Linked DNA regions of Gadus morhua: region 1 is linked to region 2. Evidence: chromatin contacts called from public Hi-C data. All regions are on one chromosome and are shown on one strand. Each heading gives the region's core, a stretch centred on a gene start, on an enhancer-like site or on the middle of the called end of the contact. The rest is flanking DNA. Distances are from core to core; before and after follow the strand shown.

The links. Hi-C and Micro-C count contacts between places; a contact is called where the count stands out from the background.
Region 1: a Hi-C map of blood shows a contact between it and region 2, with 11 times the contacts expected there. The contact joins the promoter of il17d here to the promoter of LOC115533165 in region 2. A contact is called at or near these places in 2 of 6 Hi-C or Micro-C datasets (blood and gill).

Annotation. Positions count from the first base shown.
Region 1 is chr20:7,861,646-7,865,900 of gadMor3.0, reverse strand. It overlaps il17d (interleukin 17d), which reads right to left and starts at 1,411. Exons shown (of 2, transcript XM_030343790.1): 1 at 589-1,411. The coding sequence starts at 944. ift88 (intraflagellar transport 88 homolog) reads right to left here. Exons shown (of 24, transcript XM_030343789.1): 23 at 2,370-2,483; 24 at 1,481-2,157. The coding sequence ends at 2,036.
Region 2 is chr20:7,637,908-7,642,308 of gadMor3.0, reverse strand. It overlaps LOC115533165, which reads right to left and starts at 2,864. Exons shown (of 2, transcript XM_030343493.1): 1 at 2,588-2,864; 2 at 1-2,344. The coding sequence starts at 2,765. The coding sequence ends at 1,053. It overlaps sap18 (Sin3A-associated protein), which reads left to right and starts at 2,841. Exons shown (of 4, transcript XM_030343497.1): 1 at 2,841-3,188; 2 at 3,530-3,639; 3 at 3,986-4,108. The coding sequence starts at 3,117.

The DNA.
Region 1 (4,255 bases), core at 162-2,661, 230 kb before region 2:
ATGGCAATGAAATTCTTAAATTTCAGGCCGCCTCAAACTTTGCAAAGGAGTAACAGAAAACAAGGAAAATTAAGTAGGCCTATGGGACTACGACTACACATAAAAGCAGTTTTTACGCACGTGTTTGTAATACATTTTCCGCCAAATCCATATACATTGCAATGCTCATATCGGTGTCAGTGCCAAAATCTTGCCGACTGTGTGGAATTCCTAATGCTTCCTAGACATATAAGTATAAGGCCTAACCCCTGTACCTACTCCTAATGGCCAGTGTCTCCACTGTCCTCCAAGAAATAGCTGCTCCTTAATGACCCGTCTCTCCACTGTCCAACCCATAGCTGATCCTTAATGACCCGTCCCTGCACTGTCCAACAACCCATAGCTGATCCTTAATGACCCGTCTCTGCACTCTCCAACCCATAGCTGATCCTTAATGACCCGTCTCTGCACCGTGCAACCCATAGCTGATCCTTAATGACCCGACTCATCCGTCAACCCTGCTCCTTGATGACATGTCTCTGAACTCACTATGTAACTTAGGACCAAAGCGTCCGATAAATGACAGAACAAGTATCTTAGTAGTCCTACCGGTAGGCCCAGGGAGATAGGCTGAGCAGGTTGACCGGCACGCGGGTCTTGGAGTCACTTTGGAGTAGGCGGCCGGCCGCGGGGCAGGTGAGGTTGTGCCGTTCGCTGGGCGCGATCTGCAGTGTTTGGTGAAAAGCCTGGAGGACCCCCACCGATAGGCGACCGAGCATCTGCTCGAGGATCTCCTCCTGGAGGTCCAGACACCGGCGGGTCCGCGAGGACGCCACAAGCACAGGCTTCTTCTTTTTCACGCGCCCCGCGCGCGTCACGTCCGCCGCCGCGACCTGGAGCAGGTAGAGGAGCAGCACGAGCACGCCCAGCCGGAGCAGCGTCGCGCGCCGTTTCAACCACCACATGGAGACCCGGTGTCCGTTCACCGTAGTCTACCCCGGTGAGTGACGGAGAGCTCCAACAACAACACACACTACTTTACAACTTTACTAAATATAGGATATTAAACAATTCCCGTAGTTCCAATGTGGAAAAGTAGGCTATAAGTTTGTGTCCAATTGCGCAACGGAGCGGTTTTTCGCACGCTTTTCCTCACGGAATCTAAAATCGAACCGTAACCGCGACACTCGAGACCCGACCGTGAAGGAAACTGCACCTCGCTAAATAAAGAACAAACCCACGAGGCGTCGCGTGAGCGAGGACAGAGAAGATGTAGCCCACAAACGAGACGGAGAGACTTGGCTCCGCGCGCACCGCTGTCGGTCTGTCCTCCTCCTCTCTTCCCCGCTCCCTCCTCCTCCCCATCATCGGAACAAGATGTGGAGGTATGCAGCAGCCAAGAGAGGCTCGGATATGTTCCGTTCAGATTTCGGCTGGAAACAAACGTCTAGTCACAGCAATAATAAATAGGAAAGAAATAGGAAAACAAGAGATACAGCGGTTATTATTTAAAAAAATGTTTAATCAAAATATTTCTAGATTTATGGGCTATACATGTGCGTCAGGGCGAACGAGGAAGGGTAATGGAAAGATGAGAGCGTATATCTATAAGAGACCCACTGCGTCCGTGAGTCTGGTTGGATTTAAGTTGGAAACCTTCTGCTGAGGTTCCACCAGATTCCCAGAAGACGGAAATCCTGACGGCCATAAGGTGGAAAAACAAACAGCGGAACCCCTCAACACCCACGTGTGTCTCACAGTCCTGCAGGAATTGCTCTGTGTCTGAAGGAAGTGAGGCTGGAGTTGTTGCACAAAAAAAGAACAGTTGGAAACGAAACGTAATCTCTGCGAGTAGTCCATAATGTCTGGGCTATATATAAGAAGTTAGCCTACTCTATATATAAACAAATGGCCTTGTCAAAACGTGTTTGTAAAATAAACGTCCAACAAACATGGCGGTTCAGATCAGTTATATAAAGTCTAGCTATTTATTTATTTTTTTGAATGAGAGCAGACGTTATAATAAATATAAAAAAATAGAACACACAACACGCCGTCACTCGGGTAGTAGGTCATCTCCTAGCTCTTCGTCCGCGAAGTCGCTCTCATCCCCCCGCTTCTTAGCGGCCGTCTTCGGTCTCTCCGTCTGAGGGCCCAGCGGGTCCACGTAGGAGGCGTCTGGAGCCACCAGGGGGCGACAGAGAGAGAGAGACAAATCAGTGATCACTGTTGGCACTATTATGTTCTCTATTTGCGCTACTATTATGTAACTGTTATTGTACTGTAATGTTACCAGTATATCGATTTTCTTCACTGTTTCACTGTTACTTTTAGTTACTGTTCATTTATTATTACTTTACTGTTCATTTAATGACCAATAGTCCCTCTACCTAGATCTCTCTGGCCGCTGGACTCGTAGGGTTCGTTGGAACCAGGAAGGGACTTCAGCTTGGTGCTCAGACGGTCACCACGGGAACTGTTGCCCTGGCTACTGTTTCCACTGTCTGGACAGACAGAGTGATACAATTATTATTAAGTGATAATGAGTGAACAGCAGGAAGAGTTAGTGTTAGTGTTTAAAGCTGCACCAACCAGTGTCCTTTCTGTATCAGTATCGTGTGTAATGACCCATTGGGTTCAGTATGTCCTGGGGACGTTCTAGGGGCGGAGCTTCAGCCCAGACACACCATAATACCCCTGGTCGCCAAAGAAACTCAGCAAGCAGCAGCCCAACAGGAGCAGCACAACTTCTTATCAGTGTGTGTGTGTGTGTGTGTGTGTGTGTGTGTGTGTGTGTGTGTGTGGGTGTGTGTGTGTGTGTGTGTGTGTGTGTGTGTGTGTGTGTGTGTGTGTGTGTGTGTGTGTGTGTGTGTGTGTGTGTGCGTGCGTGCGTGCGTGCGTGTAATGCTGAACAGATGCGTGGCTTTATTGCCTCATTCAGCTGATGATGCTTTCCACAACACTGAGCGCTGATACTGTGGATATCGGGGATAGGAATTGATAATGGATGTATTGGAGGGATTGTTATGGCTGTAGTGTAGATTAGTGGGGTCTACAGGATGCTGTAACTCATTTAAAGGTTCTGTCTGCTGTTCAGGGTTCTGCTGCACATGGAACTGTGATAATATTACATCTATCTCACTTCATCGCCACACCTTTTTCTACCTCTGTTAACCTCTCTCTACAAACATCTCCCTCTCTACCTTCGTCTTCCTCTCTCTACCTCCATCTCCATCTCTCTTCCTTAAGTCTCCTTCTCCCTTTCTCTGTCTTCCTCTCACTACTTAGATCTCCCTCCCTTTACGACCATCTATCTCTCCACCTCCGTCTCCCTCCCTCAATCCTTCCATCTCCAAAACTCTCTTTTCCCCTCTCCCTGTATTTCCCACCCCGTCTCTCCATCTTTTTACATTTCTACACAGAGAGCCTGGATGGATGGATTGATGGACAGAGAGATGGGTATGGGTGGATGGAGGGGGGGGGGGGATGAAGAATTGATGAAGGGATGGAGAAGGGAGTGATAAATAGAGGCCGATTCCAGGTCACCGATACAGACTTCACAGGCTTTGGAGGAAAATGTCGGCAGAGCTCAAAGTGTTCTCAGATATCTCACACCAGCCGCTCTGGCCTACAATATTACCCTCTCTCTCCCCCTCCCTTTCAGGGTATCTTACTTTCTCCCATCTCACTCTCCTGTTTCAATACAGTGACTAGTGCAAACATTGACAGAAAAGTGAGAGAGAGGGAGAGAGAGAGAGAGAGTTATGTTCATGCCGGGATATAGAAATGCATTTATATTGTACCCTGCAAACACAAAACCCAGTCAGTTATCTGTTTAGTCAGCCGAGTTATCAATGAGTTTGATCAATCATCCATCTGATCAATTTAGCGCATCTCTCACCTGGTTTCACATCCACTCCTGTAGCATCATGGGAAAAAAAGAATCAAATACATCAAGCCTTCATTTGATTGGTCGTGTGTGAGATCATATGCATCTATATATCTAACCACGCAGTACTACAGTACATCATCATACTACTATAGGGAGAGAGGAAAAACCTGACCACCCTATCTCAATGTTTACACTTCATTTAGTCTCATTGGACAACTTATATTTGCAATTTCAGATGTTATTCCATTTCCATGGCAATGAAGCCTTTCGAACTCAATGGAGATACGTGCAGAAAAAGATAAAAGACAGAGCAGCCAAGACGTACAGGGAGACAGTAAGAGAGGGAGAGAGTGAAAGAGAGTGAGAGATATAGAACCAGAGACA
Region 2 (4,401 bases), core at 1,615-4,114:
GCAGCAAACGTGATACAACTCCAATTTTTTACACAGCTTGTAATGGCTAATCACACTCACCCCTGGTGGTAAAATAGTGGCCCTTTAAATTAATATTTTAAAGCAGCAAAGAACGATTTATTTCAAGATAGGTAAGAAGCCCTGCCTGGGAATATGATCCATCTCTTATTAACCCTATATTGATACCCTTGAAGAGAAGCTCTTTATTCCCATCCTGTTCGAGGTTATCTTCCTCAGCTCATGAGGTAAGGGTCAGAGTTTGGTCGGGTGGAGACAACTCTCTCCAAATAGTGTGAATTTGGACTGCAGTTCCCATATTAACCACTGGGTGTCAATGCATATTGACAAGTTATACTGACAAACATACTGTACATGTCACAAATACAAGCCCTATGTAGGACACAAAGGATAGACAAATAATGACCTTCATTGGAACATTCAAAAAATGCCCTAATATTCCACAAAAATGAATAAAGTACCCATCTGTGGGTTGGGTTGAAATGCTAGGAGTACCAACATCCTATAATTTTCCCCCTGGTCACAGCACCTGAAGTTGCGTGCATGTGTATTTACCATGTGTGCATAATTTGCAGTTGCATACTACTTCGTGCACGTGTTAATATTAACAGAGTGTTGTCTAGGTAAAACTGTGTGCCTTCATTCAAAGACATGAACATTGCACCCATGTTTTGATTGCTCATTCATAACGTCTTGTCAGTCTACCACCCCATGAATCTGTGGTGTATTTAAGTGTTTGGCTTCCACAAACCCTAGTCCTAACTGAGGGAAAGGGTTTAACCGCTCGGTACTATTGACCATCAACTGAACCAATCACGATTACTCAGATAATGTCACACCCTGGTCCCATGGTTCTGTCTGTCTCACTATTTCTGGGGGGGGGGGTGGGGGGGGGGGGGGCTTTTGGTCTCAAATATACTCCAAACGGCACTAAAGGGCCCGGCATACAAAACTAAAAGGGAAATTGCGTATAGGTGACCAATTACAGGCAGCGATGGGCCATGAGGAGAGAGGTGCCCTCGTCCTGACCGCTGTCACTCGAGTGGTGCGGCGGAGATGCACAGGTTGTTCAGGGCGCACGCCACCTGCACCACCTTGTCGAAGGCGGAGCGGTCGGAGGCGAAGCAGCTCTCCACGGGCCCCGTCAGCACGGCGTAGCGCCGCCTCACCATGGCGATGACCTTCTCCACGTGTCCCAGCAGAGAGTGGGCGCTCCCTCGCTCTGATCCGCCCCCGGCAATCTTGAACGACGCCCCCCGGGCCGCCACCGACTCGCCGATGTCCAGGCCGTGACTGGCCAGCACCACGTCGCCTGGGAGGAGCTTGCAGAGGAAGCCGCACCCTTCCACCAGGGTCTTGTCGCCGACGTCGCCGGCCACGCCCCCGGAGACAAAGGTGACCACGCCCTGCGGCGCCACGCCGATCAGGTACTTGAGAGTGTTCCCGCCCGGCCCCGCCCTCCCCGGTCGGTCCCCGTGGGGGGGGTCGGTCGGAGGCCGCTCGAGGGACACCGTGAAGAAGTCGATGATGACAGCGCAGTCGGGGTGCGCGGCGCGCACCGCGGCGGGCAAGTTCTTGCGCAGCTCGGCCCTGGAGGGCCAGAAGACAGCGGTGGGCACCAGCGTGGACGACATGACGTCCACCGCGCGGCGCACCGCCCTGGTCACCGTGCCGAGGCGCACGCCGAAGCGGTACGCCAGGTCCTGGTGGCGGAGGTCCAGCCGCAGCCGCACCAGGGTGAGCAGCAGCTGCTGGAACTTGGAGAGACGCATGGGGTTCTTGGGCGAGGTCTTGGTGGTGTCGTCCATGTGCGGCGCCAGCAGCCACATGACCGTCTCCAGGACGTAGTAGTTGGGCAGGCCCGTGTAGAAGCGAACCTTCTCCGGGTCGTTCCTCAGGGAGCTCTCCGACAGGGACATCTTCTCCAGCGCCTCCCTAAGGGACTGGTTCTCGTTCTGCAGCGCACCGAGCGCCTCCTCCAGACCCACCGACTCCTCCTCCTTCACGGCCACCCGTCCTCTCTTGCTACCCCTCGCAAAGTTAGCGTCCCGCGCCTCCTCACTGTCGCCATCTTCGGCACTGGGGGGCGACGAGGGGGTCTCGGGTCCAGGGCGGTCTTCTTTAGGGGTCTGGGTCTGGATTGGGTCGCGGCCCTGGCCCTGCAGGAAGAGCAGGGCATTGGCGGCCTCCACCTGGGCTTGCTGTTTGTCCCGGAGCTCCAAATCTTCTGGTTCCTTCATGTCCGCTGGTTCCCTCATGTCGGGGGCCGGAGGAGAGAAGAGGGAGGGAACGTAGTCTGGGGAACGAGGGTTCTTCACCTGCTTTCCTGGACCACAGAATAAATAGACAAGATGAGAACACAACGTTTGGGCTGCAAAGACCAAAAAAGCATGTACTTTATACTGTTCTTCCGATGGATAAAGTTAGGGATAATCAAAAAGATTTTGCAGTACAAAAGATTTTTCTTAACCTCGAATTTCTCCCTAAAGAAAGAAACAGGCTACTCCATCTTACCCCAGACTATCTGCCGTTTCATTGACAAGCCCACCCCCCACCCGCGCCGCCATACCGGAGATGAAGTGACTACTACAGAGACGACTGCCGTCGTTCGGCTGCCATCCCTGCCGGTTCACCGCGTCGACCCAGCGCTGCTTCCTCTCCGGGTCCCGGGGGAACCGGTAAAACGATAAGGCGGTCCCCGGGGTTCGTCTGTTCCTACAACCAGACACCACACACGTGTGCACCATAGCGTGGCGGGGAAAAGGCGTGCGGATGCGTGTGTGTGGTGCCCATGGAGTGTATGTGTGTGTGAGACGTGGTCGGTAGGTGTTTTGACTCCCAAAATGGTGGCTGGCGAGAGGGGGTGGTCTTCCGAGCGCAAATGCGCAGTCATTGGTCAGTTCAGCTCCAACGATGTAGTTGGACAACGCGATTGGACGAGGTCCATGCGGATGGTACCTAGATTGGACCTGTTTGATTACACGTCATCATTAGGCGCCGACACACAAAATTGTGCAGTACAGTAGTAGTGCCTTACGTTTGATAAAACTTTTCTCTTCGCCGTAACACGAGAACAATAACCGCAGCCGAAAAATACCATGGCCGTGGAGTCAAGAGTCACCCAAGAGGAGATAAAGAAAGAGCCGGAGAAGCCCATCGACAGAGAAAAGGTCAGTTTTCCTGCACGTCTGCGATTGTTTGAATTCCGTGTGCGGTTCTAACAAGCACACCACACTGAACACCCATCTATTCTTTCTATCTATCATATTATAGGGCATGCATTTAGTAAAGCCTACTTCATGCATTCATGCCTGTTTGTGTTACTTTAAGGTCCTCCTGATCATCTATTTGGAAACCCCAATAGTGGACGATGTGTTTACCAAGATCAATGTTTGCCGTAAAGACAGACATTAGAAATCGTCCATTAAAGAATATGAAATCATACACGACTACTTGTGTTTATTTTCTCGTCATAATACTTCCATGGTGTTTGTTCCTTGATGTCCAACAGACATGTCCTCTCCTGCTGAGGGTGTTCACCACAAACAATGGGAGACATCACCGCATGGACGAGTTCACCCGCGGAAACGTCCCGGCTAGCGAGCTGCAGATATACACCTGGTAAGACCACCAAAAGACCCATTCGTCGGAGCATCATTTATTTATCCGGGAAAGGGCTAAATGTCTTTCTCCTAGTAGTCTCCCACACTTTTCCCATTATGTACCCCATACAATACAATATATTTTAGTACATGAGTTAATATGTCTTCGTTGTTTTTTTATTTGGGTTTAAGAAAATAAAATATAAATCTTCGGGAGTAGCCTCTGGAACCTTCTCACGTAGCCTAAATCGTTCCCAACCAGCGGTACCCGAGCAGGTTCCAAATGACACATTATCACATACTATAATCTCTGCATAAACAGAACAGGTTATATGAAGTAATTAACATGGCATTCATGCTCCCAGGATGGACGCTACTCTGAAGGAACTGACAAGCTTGGTGAAGGAGGTGTTTCCTGAGGCTCGGAAAAAAGGAACACACTTCAGCTTTGCCACCGTCTTTCCCGAGCCCATGAGACAGATGTACAGGTAAACCACACTAACTGAACTACTCCTCAGCCATCTCCATGATTTATTAATGTATCCTCGTCCAGACCGTCAGTCCCTAGCCGGATCGGCTATGTCGAACCATGTGTTGAGTTTCAGCAATGGGAGTGTTTTCTCAAATGCGTTGGGGCTAGTAGGATAGCCAGAATCTTAACTGCACTAAGATAATAGTGAGGGGAATGAGGGGCAGAATATGGGTGGTGTAGTGATTGGGGTGTCTGACTCCCAGACAAATGGTTCTGAGTTTGATAAACAATGCCCATTCTATCTGTTGG